3 separate regions of the Mus musculus genome follow, and regions 1 and 3 are each linked to region 2. The links are chromatin contacts, called in public ChIA-PET and promoter capture Hi-C maps. All regions are on one chromosome and are shown on one strand. Each heading gives the region's core, a stretch centred on a gene start, on an enhancer-like site or on the middle of the called end of the contact. The rest is flanking DNA. Distances are from core to core; before and after follow the strand shown. Region 1 overlaps Gm33104 (predicted gene, 33104). Region 2 holds the start of Tnfaip3 (tumor necrosis factor, alpha-induced protein 3). Region 3 holds the start of Arfgef3 (ARFGEF family member 3).

Region 1 (4,223 bases), core at 1,013-3,512, 480 kb after region 2:
AGTCTTCTTTCCTTGCATGGTTATTTCCCAGTAACATGCTTGAAACATTCTGGCAATAGTGACAGACAGAAATGTGCTTAGAACATTAATTCATAATTATGAGATGATTGCGATATTTCTAGAATGGGAAATCAGATATTTAAATGCACATGTCTCTAAAGATTGGTATAAAAGAAATAATTAACATCCAAAGTATCTATGACTCTTAAATCACAAAACTACTACTAAATGTTAAATATTGGGCTAAAATACAGAGCACATTTCATCTTTTAATGAAGAGAATTCTTTCTGTAAATTACTAGAACTCTTAAGGAGTTGGAACAAGTACTATCCAAAGTAGACGAGGAGCCACAGAGTATGGTACAGGAACACTGGGGTGAGCTTGTGATTGCACTAAGCCTGGTCTCTGCTCAGTGACTGTATTGTGTTCAGGTCTAAACCCACAAGGGCATCCTACAAAAAAAAAGGGTAGATTTAATATAGCTTCATCACATGTGTAAAAGCAAAACAATTGGGGGGGCATATTCATTAAATGAAATATAAAAACTCTAACTTGCTCATTGAAAACTAAGTACTTGTAGAGGAAACAAAGACACTTTATTTTCTTATTCTGCAGGAGTATTTCTAATATAATAAGACACCGAGACTGTGTTTAGCTCAAAGTCTATATGGTTGACTCCAAAGTTCAAAATTGCTTTGTTAGATGTAAGCCTTTGTCCCTGGACGGACAGGCTTCTGTCTCTTAGGAAAGAAAATTAAGTTGTATTTTCTATGTGGTGGTTCCTGAATGCAGAATTTTAGATCCGCTTTAATAAAACACGTGGCTGTGTAAGATTTTATGTTAGTAACGGTGATGGAAAGAACATTGATTTATTATTATTATTATTATCATTATTATTATTATAGAAAATTTATGATCACAAATTCAGCATCTATCAAAGAGTTTGGCCACAGTGCACCAAAAAAGCCTCCACCTACTGGGCAATGTTACGACAGGGCAAGATAAAAGCAAAGCTGGTTCCCTTCTTCCCATCACAACAAAAAGGTCGATAAAGCACACACTTGATATCAAACAGAGCTTCCTGCTGGCTTCAGTTACCTGGGAGTCTGGAGCCTGTGGTTTGAGTAATGTTCTGTCCACAATGCCGGGCAGCAGAAGCATAGAGAGAATGTCGGGCTTCCAGCCGGCTGAGCGAGCGCCTAACAACTTCAGACTCATTCTTTATTCTCCATCAGAAACGATAGCAAATGTGTTAAAAGGAAAAAAAAAAGTATTCACCGATCTTCTGATGTTGCCTTTTTTGGTGCTAGGAATTGTGTAACAGAGGTGATCCAGACGAGGTGATCCGCCCTTGAGCTACCTTCCAGGGTCATGTAAGTTTGCAAAAGAACCGAAAAGGAAGAGTTTTGCATAGTTCCTCTTGAAAACAAATGGTTTTTGTTTGTTTGTTTTATGTTTGTTTGTTTGTTATTGTGGAAAATTCCTGAAGAAATAAGATAGAGGTTGCTGGGGTGGGCACTGCAGATGACCAGGTGAAAACAGGACCAAACAGAGTACACATGTGCAGCATAAGTGCAAACATTGTAACTTTTATCTCTTTGATCCTGAGAAATTTTGTCAAAGTAATGACGTTAATATTTTTAAACTCTATATTTTGGTATGCAATAGGACATTTATCCTAGAGTCCATAAGAATGATTTTTTTAAATATGAATGCTTATATCAGTACTAAAGAGGACTCTGCTTGAATCCTCAGGTACTTACCTCATTTTCAAGTGTATCAATTAAAAAGATTACATAATAGGTGCTCTGAGTGGACACATAATTTTCTCACCATTTCTAAACATTCCTACCAAAAGTATAACGTTTAGCTGCCACCCAAACGGTGGAAATGCATATGTACATCTGCGACTTACAAACTGTGTTTTGAGAAACGCTTGTGAGGGAATGCTGCAGCTGCTGATAGGTTGACCTTTAGATTAAAGGAAGGAGAAGACAAACAAAATTCTGGCATGACTGAAACAGAGTGGTAGAAGCCCCGGAGAAGGACCACCAGGGGGCAGCATCCTCAAGCGGTTGTGATGGGGTGAGGCGCCCCCCCCCCCCCCCGCAAGGTTGTTGGTTAGCTCCAGCTATTTAGAACCAGAACCGTTTTCTGATTTCCAAGTTAAAACCCCTAAGTACAAAAACATGTGTCCCCACCCCCAATGTGAAACGGACGAAATTCAAAAGCAAAAATAATACTTTATGCAGCTCAGCATGTACCCTACATCGTTCTGAGCGATGTACATGGATCAAGCAGCTGCCATGACAACCTTTGCAGTGTAAACACTGTTGCTAGTACATTAAAATCACGTGTGCATTTATATGATGCATTGTCTATGATTTTTAATTGAAATTTACAAATGAGGAAACCGGGACACAGAAGTTTATCACGTGCTCATGCCATACAAATACCAAATACCAAGTACCAGAGCTGAGATTCGGACCAAAAGCTCTGGCCCAGAGATCAGATCTGAGACTGAGCCAACAGACTGAGGCTCTCAAGGCAGTGTTTCCTTGTTGGCGCACTATCAAGTTCAGCTACCAGCGCAAGGTCCAACTTATGGCCTTGTCTGGAACACAGCTTCTGTGTGCTGAATCTCTTGAAAACACTTCCCCCGAAAGTTTTACCCCAACAATGCTGCTTTCTTCGTAATCGTGGCTAAATTCTCAGCTCTGGCCAACCAGCATTGAGTATCCAGCAAGGATTTTACTTTAGTAGTTCTGGTATCTTGTTCATCACAGATGGTTCTTCATCCCCAGCTAACCAAAACTACAGATCCTTCACACAAAATGTCCTGTAGAGTCTTTTCTTCCCGCTGACACTGCACAAGCTAGGCCTCCAGGTTTTTTTTTTTTTTTTACTGTTTGCAGCAAGCTCTTACAGAAGTGACTCAATGGCTTTTCTAGCCCCAAGTTTCACAGAACAGTTCATCCTCAAAAGCAGTGAGGACAGGAACTCAAACAGGGCAGGAGTTCATTCAGGGCAGGAGCTGATACAGAGCATGGAGGGGTGCGGCTTACTGGCTTGCTCCTCATGGCTTGCTCAGCCTGCTTTCTTGTAGGAGGCCAGGGATGGTGCCACCTACAGTGGCTGGGCCCGGCTCCATTGGTCACTAATTGAGAAAATGCCTTACAGCTGGATCTTAAGAGTCATTGTCTCAAGTGAGGCTCCCTCCTCTCTGATTCCTCTAGCTTGGGTCAAGTTGACATAAAACCAGCCAACATTTGGGTCTGACCTGCTTCAGGGATGTCTTAGTTACCTTTGTATTGTTGAAAAGGGATCATGACCAAATGTTTTCTCTTAGAAAAGAAGACATTTCACTGGGTGCTGGCTTACAGCTTCAGAGGATTGGTCTTTTGTCACCATGGCAGGGAGCATGGCAGCAGGCAGGCAAGCAGGCAGCTTTACATCCTGTTCCACGGGCATCAAGAAGACAGAGGGAGAGACACAGGGCCCAGTGTAGGCTTTTGCAGTCTCAAAGTCCACTCTCAGTAAGACAACACCTCCTAATCCCCCTAAGCCTTCTCGGTTTCATAACCTGGTGACTAAGAATTGAAATTTGGAAGCCCGCGAGAGCCATTTTCGTGTAAATCACCATAAGGAGAGATGGGTATCAAACATGAGAGGGGTCACCGTGCTTCTGCGGTTTTCTCAGATACCACAAGCTTGCACATCTCAGATCTCCAAGCTCCACATGGAGGGAGACCATGTTTGAGGATAGTATATCTATCTAAGGCAGTATAACATCTAAGACAGATATATCTAATATATGTATAATATATATCTAACATAGATAATATATGTATAATATCTAAGATAGGTATAACACCTAAGGCATCTGGGACTGAAATAAAAAATTTAGTAAGGGAGACTTGATTTTTGTGTTTTAGAAATGGAGAAAGGATGGATCCTATTTGAATGCTGAGCCAAAGTACACCTCTAGCAAGTGAGATTAGCCTTGGACATGTTTTTAAATAGTAGCATGAAAGATTAGAAACATGACCACCTTTAAGTTCACAGATGCTAGCGGGGAGGGAAAGCAAGCCTACATTTTGGAGTGTGTATTAGGAACAACATGTTTTGAAAAGTTAGCAAAGGCAAGTGAGGAGAGCAAGATGACACTAAAGAAAACTAGCATTCATCAAGACCATTACAGAGATGACAACTGCTTGCTGGT
Region 2 (4,099 bases), core at 416-2,915:
CATGCAAATGTCAATGTCTGGTAGCCTACTATTACCCCATTCATAGCACTCTCACTAGCACTACCTGTTTAAAACAGAGCTTAAACCTCTGCCCAAGTTTCCAGTTCTTGGATTTCCCCACATTTAGAGAATAAATTTTCCTGACATATTATTGTAATGTTTTATGGGTAAAAAAAATTTACAACATTACCCTTAACTTTTAAAAATATATTTGTTACCTCACTGCCTTACAGATAAATTTCCCAATTTTTGTCACAGGATCAATAAGATTCTATAGAACTTACTCATCAAAGTCTTTCCCCCAGTTTTATTTTTCCACTCTGAACAGATTTTTTTTTTTGTCTGCGATGTGGAAACTTATGTATTATTTATCAACAGATACCTCGGGCAACTGTTGGGAAGTACCCCTCCAAAAAAAGCAAAGCAAAGCAAAACAAAACAAAACAAATCCATACAAAGAACTGCAAAAGATCCAAGTAGCATCTCAGACAATAAGAATGGAGACCGGATCAGTTGCTCAATAATCTGGGACATCAGAAGGCTAACTAACTGTGATCAGTTCTCCAAACGGTGCCCCCACTTGACCAGACTAGCTTTCCAAAGAAAGATCAGAGACCAGGAGAAAACAAAGCATGCTCCAAAAAGAGCTCTTAATACCTCAGCTTTCCTGAGAGGCCAGGTGGCAGGATGTGGGACAACGGACCCGGACTGACAACACACTATCTCAGTGTGGAGTCGGGGCTGCAGCAGGGAGTCTTACATGCCACCTAAAGTGGAGTCCCCAACAAGCAGGCCAGAGAATCATTTCTGCATGCATACTCTTCTTAAACTGTGGCAACTAGAGACCTAGTGGCAATCTCAAAGCACGCCCCTCCCCTCCACCTCCCGCCCCGCAACCCTCCTCCCACAGATCACTGAAAGGTTAGCTGACCGAAGTCTCCAAGTTGGATTTGGTGGCCTCTGAGAAACCCATCCCCTGTTGGGCCAGTTGTGCACAATATGGGAAAAAAGCCCAACGCGGTTCTGCAAGGTCTACGTGCCTATGAACACGCTGCACTTGATTTCCAAGTGGGGGGGGGGTGTCACCCACGACCACACGACCTAGGAACCCAAAAGGTGACTGACTATTCATCAGCCAGCTGCAGCTCCTGTCACCCTGCAGGATCGAAAAGGAATAGCTAGCTAACTAGTCGGCTGAAGAAACTTCGGGCTGTCAACCTAAACACCTGGCACCGGGACCTCAACTCCGGCCAACAATACCCCAACTCCAGGATCCCTGCAAAGCCAGCGCAAGGCAGCTCCACACTGAGCTGGCCGTGCACCCCGAATCTGGCTGGCAGTGCACCCCACTGACCGAGGACCCCCGCATTCTGCTAGCCGTGCACCCCGCAGCCGGAGCATCGCTCACCTCTTGGGGCCGCGCGGAGCCCTCGCAGAGCCCAAGTGGCCGGCCGGCCGTCACTGGCGCGCGCCGCAGCCCGGGATCGTGGTCCGGGTCGTGGTGGGGGTCGGGCCGAGGCGGAGCCCCATGGACACCCGATCGGGCTCGCTGGCTGAGGGGGTGTGCACGTCTTTCGGCGGCCTGGCTCACCGCTCCGCCTCCGGCTCCGAAGACTACAGACTGGGCAGTTCCCTTTTTTGCCTTTCAGTTGTATGCTTTGCCAACAGGGGGATTTCCGATGGAAATTCCAGTCACGTGACCCGCGTGGCGCGCCGCCGACCGGCAGAGGGCGCTCTAAGCCGTGCCCGCCCCGCCCGGAGAAACTCCTAGGTCCCGCCCCGGGGTGTCCCCGCGTGAGTCACCTGGGCATTTCGGAAGCTGCCTTCCACGTCACATCCATGTGGAAATCGCGGTGATGGGAACTGGAAATGCAATAGGTTCTTTTTTATAGCTTCTTTTCTGAAGAAAATCAGCTGTGAAAAGGAAGGGAAATTAGAGAGAAAACCCAAAAAACCACCCAGACACACAGGACCTCAGGCTTGAAGCTTGGCTTTGAAGTCTGGGCTGTGCACGTGATGAGCACTTCAGAAAGAGCCCTCCGCAGGGTCCCGAAGGGAATTGACAGAAAAAGCGGCAGGGTTCTCCAAGCCATGTGTCAGCTTCAGGTTGGATGCAGTGCAGAGTGAGATCAGACCCCATGGTCCTGCAGTTTTTGAGTTACGGGGGGTGGGGGGGGGCAAGGTCAATTTCAGAGAGAATTAGATTCGCCTCCCCCACCCCCACTCCTACACACCCTCCATTTCTCCTTTATTTCCCTGTTCCAAGGAGCGTTTTAAAGTTTAGAAATTTCTTCAAGTTTATTGCTGGCTTTCCCCGATCCTTCTACAGTTGTTTTCTTAAGTATTGTTTGGCTGGCCTGAGAATTAGTTCGCCCCATGAAGCCAATGGAGGATAGCCTTCCACAATGCCCTGATTGATCCCCGACTTGCCTTTCTTGAGAGGGGAGAAAGCTTCGCTTCACTTAGACAGGGGCTTGAGCTCTGCAGAAAGAAGCGAAAATGCTTTTACCTTTCTGGAGAAAGTGGAGTGTGTATGGGGGTGAGGTGGGGTGGGGTGGGGATACTCTCTGCAGAGCTACACACTAGAAACTGAGGTGGCTTCATTCACTGGCCAGGAAGGGCCACTCTGAGAAGGTGACATTGAAACTCTGTGACAAAGAAACCTCCAGGCAGTCTAGAGATAAGACCTCAAGGGTCAGCCACATTTGATACATCAAGGGGCTGAGCAGAGCTCTCTGGGTGGTTGTGCTGGGGCTAGGGTGCAGGGTGTGAGGCTCTTCCCGGAAAGGAGCCGGGATCTGTTTGAGGGACCACGGGAGGTCTGCGGAGTGACCTGATGTTATTTTAAATAGTGTTTAGTGTGATTAATTTACTCTGTGTGTGTGTGTGTGTGTGTGTGTGTGTGTGTGTGTGTGTGTGTGAGTGTGTATCTCTAGGGTCCCCTGGCAGGATTCCTAGAAAATAGCGCAAACCAGATAGAAATACTCAGTGCCACTGGGACTTCAAGTGTGTTTGCCAAGTTGCCAGACTGTATATTGCCCGTTTGAACTAGAGACATGTGCTTCTTTCCCCAGTAGTGACTGGGCTAGAGGACAGCATTTTCTATTTGTAATGAGAGGCTTGAAGCAAGAGTACTGGCCACTACCCCAGGACAGGTCTAATGGCCATTACCCCAGCCCCACTCCCCACACAGGTCCTTCCCTACTCCGTTTCTATTTAAAACCTGCCAGTATTTGTCTTCTTCTTTACAGATGTTTTCAGCTTCGGACACTTAAGCAGTGTAGCAATTTAAATTCCTGACATATTTATTACAGGCTCACATAAGGTTTTATGTGAAGTTTAGAAAGCTTAAGTGCATGCCCACAGTCTACACAGTCTACACAGTCTTGCTCCAAAGCTCACAGGAGAGGGCCTAGGAATTCCTTTGACAAACACAGCAACTAGCCACAATAGATGCAGGCTCTACCCTCAGGAAACCTCCCAGGCACACAGAGGTGATAAAAGATGCAGGATAGCAAAGCACACACCACGAAGAGAATATTAATCTTCAGACCACAACAGAACCAGGCTCTCTGTCATCTCAGACAGTTCCTCAACGAACCCAGCAGCTTCCATGTGCCCATTCTGGCTCCTGTTTGGCTTCTAGGTTTGCTGAGCTGGGAATTCAATAAAGAAGAATAACAAACCAGGAAGACCAAGTTCAAACCTGTCATTCTCACTGTCCCCACAGAACTGCTTTGCCATCTTGCCTGCCAGGATTTGTGACTGGGCAGATGCAGAAGACGATCTGTAGGCTTTTACATTGCCCACAGTTTAATTGTGCAGCTCACCAGTGCCTCCCAACCTGCCCCAGCCTCCCCCCGCCTCCTCCAGGTCTTCCTAGCCCAGAAAGTAAGTAGAGAGCATACTTCCTAGTTTTCAATGTCTTTTAGGGCACGATTTGGCTGTGCGTTTAGCTTTCCCTTCCTAAATACATGGGCAAGGCCAGTAAGAAGTGTCTGTGCAATGAATGAGAAGGAAAAGAGGGAAGAGGAGAGTGGAAGAGTGCCTCCGTTAGGGGAAAGTAAGCGCATCTCAAGTCTGGGGAGATTTGGTGAAT
Region 3 (4,034 bases), core at 128-2,627, 270 kb before region 2:
AATGGCCAAACACTAGTTCTACCTACAAGATAAACTCCCTGGGCAATAATTGAGACAATTTAGGGCTATGCAGAGATTAAACAAAGGATGGTGCTGCTACAATTGTCTACACACAGAGACACAGACACACATGTGTGCACAAACATGTGAATTAGGACCTTCTGTCAGAACAGCATGACCTAAAACACTATGAGAATTCTGTCTTTAGTTGGACCTACGGCTAACGGCATTTCTGTGCCTTATTTTCCAGGTTGCACACAGCACAGAATCATGACAATCACCGATTGGTTTTTATTTCAAGGGAAGGGGTTCCTGGGTTTTTGTTGTTGTTGTTGTTTTTAATTAGCTGGTTACAGAGGCATATCACGCAGGCTCTGGTAAAGCAAGGGGCTTAGTGGGCTGTCTATATAGTACAGTTCACTCCACCCCCCCCACCCCCCCCACCCCCCATTCTCAGCGCCTTGGTCTTGCCTAATTGACATGTCATTCCGTTTGTTTTCCGATTTTGAGAACTGCAGCCTACAGGATGGGAAATGCTCATTTGCTACCAGGAACTTATCTCAATTTTAGCACAGCTCACACAACTAAAAGCCCACCTGTCTGAGGGCAAGTCAATAACCGAACTGCAAGAGAAACACAATTCCTTCAGTCTGTTATGTTCCATGCACAATAGCCATAAAAGCGAATATTTAGCAAGGTGGCTTCTATCAGCAAAATCAAATTAAACAAGCCTTCCTTCCTGGTTCCACTCACCAGTGTTTGAGAAGAGGGCTGTTGCTTTAATTAACTTCCTTTTTTCTTCCATACCCCTGGAAACCAGGGCCCTGATTTCATACAAGCTGGAGGTCCTAACTTGGCTATTGGGGGGGGGGGGGGGAGAGGAACCCTTGTCTATGGGCTCTAGGGACCAGGAATGAGGTTACCTCACAGCAAAGGCAACGGTTCCCATAGAGGTTTGGGAAGCGGTAAGGGAACCAGATGGAGACAGCTGGATGCCCACGCTGAGCCAAGATTTTCATACCCCGCATTAAGTATCCGAGGCAACATTCATAACCCATAGTCGGTGGCAGTCCCTCCTGCCCAGGGGCCCGAGGAGCCTGTGATCCGGGAGCAGGTGTCCCTGCGCAGCCCCTCGGCTCCCGCGCATCGCCCTCACTTACCCAGGGCCCAGGTGCAGCTCTCTTTGATGGCTTTGTATTTGCTCCCGGACGCATCTCTCTGCAGCTTCCTCAGGATCTCTTCCATCTTGGCCTTCCTAGAGCCAGGCCACCGACCCCGAGATCGCGCAGGGGACGCGCCTAGGAGGCCTCGGCACTCGTCCCCATGGCTCTCGGCGGCCGCTGATGAATCACACCCGCTCCGCGCCACAGGCCACGTCAGCCCCGCCGCCACGCCTGTTGCCACGCCCGCCGGGTCAGGTGCGCTCACCAGCAGGGGAACCCGGGAGGCCCCGGCCGTCTACCTAACGTCCAAGAGGACCTGGGGTACCAAGCTTCATCCAAAGGTGGGGATCTGTGGCTGGCTGCCGGCCAGTCTCTGCCCTAGGGAAATCACCGAGATCCACGGGCGGAAGGCAGGGAGGGGCCTGGTCGCTTGTGCCAATCACCTGCTGGGCCGGCGCATCAGGCATCTCTGAGACCTGCTACACTAGGGGGTAGATAGTAATAAATAGTAAATAGTAAACAGCTGGTCCCCTCCCTGTGTAAGGTTGGAGCCATCCAGCGAGAACTACGTCATATGCCTGCCTGCTGGGAGCTTACAATGTATTACACGCATACATTAGACTCTAATACAGTTCTCTCTAATAATTAGAGAATTCGATGTGAAAATTAAACCAGAAAAGATTTAGAAGATTAAAATGAATACGCTTCCCTTAGTACATTGAGATTTCTACCAAACCAGCTAAGGCAGAAATTGAAAAAAGAAAAAAAAATCAATAGATTTAACTGACAACTTAAAATCTATAAATAGACCAGTAGTCAACCTGTGGGACTGCCCTGTATGTTAGAAATTAATGGCCCAGTATATACACAAGGAAATTAGACCTCAGCTACTTCCCAGCCAACAAGAATGTATTCCACACAGCCCAAATCCAAAGATGTTTTTTAAAACCTTCAGTACCAGCAGGTGAAGATAGGAAAGTTAGAAGTTCAAGGTCATCCTTGCCTATACAGTCAGTGTGAGATGGGCTTGAGGGACACGAGACTGTCAAAGTAATAATAGTAATAATAATAATAATAATAAAAGAATCTCTTCCCTTCCTTCCTTTACCTCGTGTACTGGTTGTTTCCCTCTGAAGAGACACACTGGCACAGACAGTTGATGTTAGCTTTTGATAGGCAGGGAAGCCAGGGGGACTAAACTAGGAGGGGGGAGTGAGTAAGCCTCTGCTATTTGAGTGACTTCTGGTGCTTCCTTTGCCAGCTGTTACAGGCAAGAGTCCTGACTGGAAAGCAATGACCTTGTTCTGAGAGCTGTGACAGGTAGTGAGGGTGGACTTAGAAGCGAATTTTTGTTCTTTGTATTTTAATTTTTCCCCCCAAAACCAGCATCTCATTTAGTAGCTCTGGCTGTCTTGGAACTTGCTCTGTAGACCAGGCTGACTGGATTTACAGAGACCTCTGCTCTGCTTCCTGAGTGCAGGGTTTCAAGACGTGTGCCACCACACCCAGCACAAATTCAGTTTTTATTAGAAATATATTTCTACTGATAGGGATGCTGTCTGCAGAGAGAGTGATGTCTTGGGGGAGTTTAAGCAGGTTTCACATCAACCTTAGAATAAACTGGACTTTAGGTGGTCTGGAAGAGAGACATTTGGGGAGACACTGCCAAAGGGTTTGACGCCTGGATAGAGAAGACTGGATAGAGGCAGCATGAGGGGAGCATTCTGGTTTTCTTTAGGAAGTCAGAAGACGTTGGCCCCATTTGGTAAGGTAAAGATGATATGGAGGAAGGGCTTGGGAGTGTACAAGCTCAGATTTAACATGGTCTGATTGAAGAGATAATGATACATAGTGTTTTATCTATGGGCAGGAGCTCCCAGGAAATGTCTGGGATGGGAGGGATGATTTAGAGCCATTCAATATGGTGAGTGGTTGCTGTCAGAGGCCAGACAGGACCTAAGACAAGGGTCTGAGGAATTAGTACAAGGGAGAGACTGGGAGAAATCCCAGGGGTGAAAGGCAGCCAGGGAAGAAAGTGACACAAGGAAGTGTCCAGCGGGGACAGGGTGTTGACTGCTCTTAGTTCCTTCAGAGTGCCAGTTCCCAAGGGCCCTTCTGCCCACCATCCACACATCCAATGGAGCCATCTTTTGAGGGAAAGTTACTAGTGCGAAAAAGCAAACAACAAAACCTCATATTCAACCACTGCATTAACTATTTGGAATAATATATTCATCAGAATTATACCATGCATCAGAATGAATGACTGATAGTTTAAAGAGTTAGATGTAAGAATTAAACCATAAAAGGTTAAGAAGAAAAGTTAAATGGATATACTTCCTAATACATTGAAATTTTTGCAAAACCAGTTATGGCAGAAATGGGGAAAATTCAATAAATTTCATGATTTGACTATTTAAGACCTTTAAGTGGAAAGTCCCATTCACAGATTACAATGCAGATGTGAGAGTTTGAATGGAAATGTCCCCTACAGGCTCCTGTACTTGAATTGAATACTTGGTCCCCAGTTGGTAGGGTTGCCTGGGAAACTTATGGAACCTAGAAAGGGTGGAGCTTTGCTGGAGAAAGGATGGCATTAGGGGTGTGGGGCTTCGTGGTTTTATAGCCTGGCCCCACATACTCTTCTCTCTTTCTGTTTCCTGTGTGCCGATGGAAGGTGACTTGCCAGCTTTCAGCTCTTGCCTTCTTTGATGTAGCCATCTCTTCCCTGCCAAGATGGACTCTAGCCCTCTGGAAACGGAAGCCAAAGAAAACCCGTTCTTCCTGGAGTTACTTTTGGCCATGGTATTTTGTCATAGCAACAGAAAAGTCACTAATACAAGAGCAAGTTACACTCAGGTGGAAATCTAT

The links. ChIA-PET counts read pairs in DNA pulled down with a chosen protein or histone mark. Capture Hi-C pulls out chosen DNA fragments and counts their contacts.
Region 1: an RNA polymerase II ChIA-PET map of memory CD8 T cells shows a contact between it and region 2, with 1,160 read pairs. The contact joins the enhancer-like site here to the promoter of Tnfaip3 in region 2. A contact is called at or near these places in 9 of 39 promoter capture datasets (the 3T3-L1 cell line, the C10 cell line, the HPC-7 cell line and 6 more), 1 of 15 datasets of contacts at CTCF or cohesin (CD8 T cells), 5 of 484 Hi-C or Micro-C datasets (B cells, CD4 T cells, CD8 T cells and 2 more), 19 of 115 datasets of contacts at active chromatin or transcription factors (the 230-238 cell line, CD8 T cells, DN3 thymocytes and 15 more) and 4 of 9 other capture datasets (adipose tissue, embryonic stem cells, liver and 1 more).
Region 3: a promoter capture Hi-C map of pancreatic islet shows a contact between it and region 2. The contact joins the promoter of Arfgef3 here to the promoter of Tnfaip3 in region 2. A contact is called at or near these places in 1 of 39 promoter capture datasets (hippocampal neurons), 2 of 484 Hi-C or Micro-C datasets (embryonic stem cells and olfactory sensory neurons) and 2 of 9 other capture datasets (adipose tissue and pancreatic islet).

Annotation. Positions count from the first base shown.
Region 1 is chr10:19,489,644-19,493,866 of GRCm38.p6, forward strand. It overlaps Gm33104 (predicted gene, 33104), which reads left to right. Exons shown (of 4, transcript NR_152784.1): 2 at 1,312-1,374. Among named protein-coding and RNA genes, the nearest start is that of Gm33104, 5.0 kb to the left of the region's middle. Within about 2 kb of position 2,263, at least 26 of the 459 cell types and tissues checked have an H3K27ac peak or open chromatin away from gene starts, as enhancers often do. A contact at or near this core is called in CD8 T cells, the MNK3 cell line, Th17 cells and 6 more, where this site is marked.
Region 2 is chr10:19,013,745-19,017,843 of GRCm38.p6, forward strand. Tnfaip3 (tumor necrosis factor, alpha-induced protein 3) reads right to left here and starts at 1,666. Exons shown (of 9, transcript NM_009397.3): 1 at 1,409-1,666.
Region 3 is chr10:18,742,381-18,746,414 of GRCm38.p6, forward strand. It overlaps Arfgef3 (ARFGEF family member 3), which reads right to left and starts at 1,378. Exons shown (of 34, transcript NM_001033258.4): 1 at 1,161-1,378. The coding sequence starts at 1,245. It overlaps Gm32926 (predicted gene, 32926), which reads left to right and starts at 1,091. Exons shown (of 5, transcript NR_152783.1): 1 at 1,091-1,504.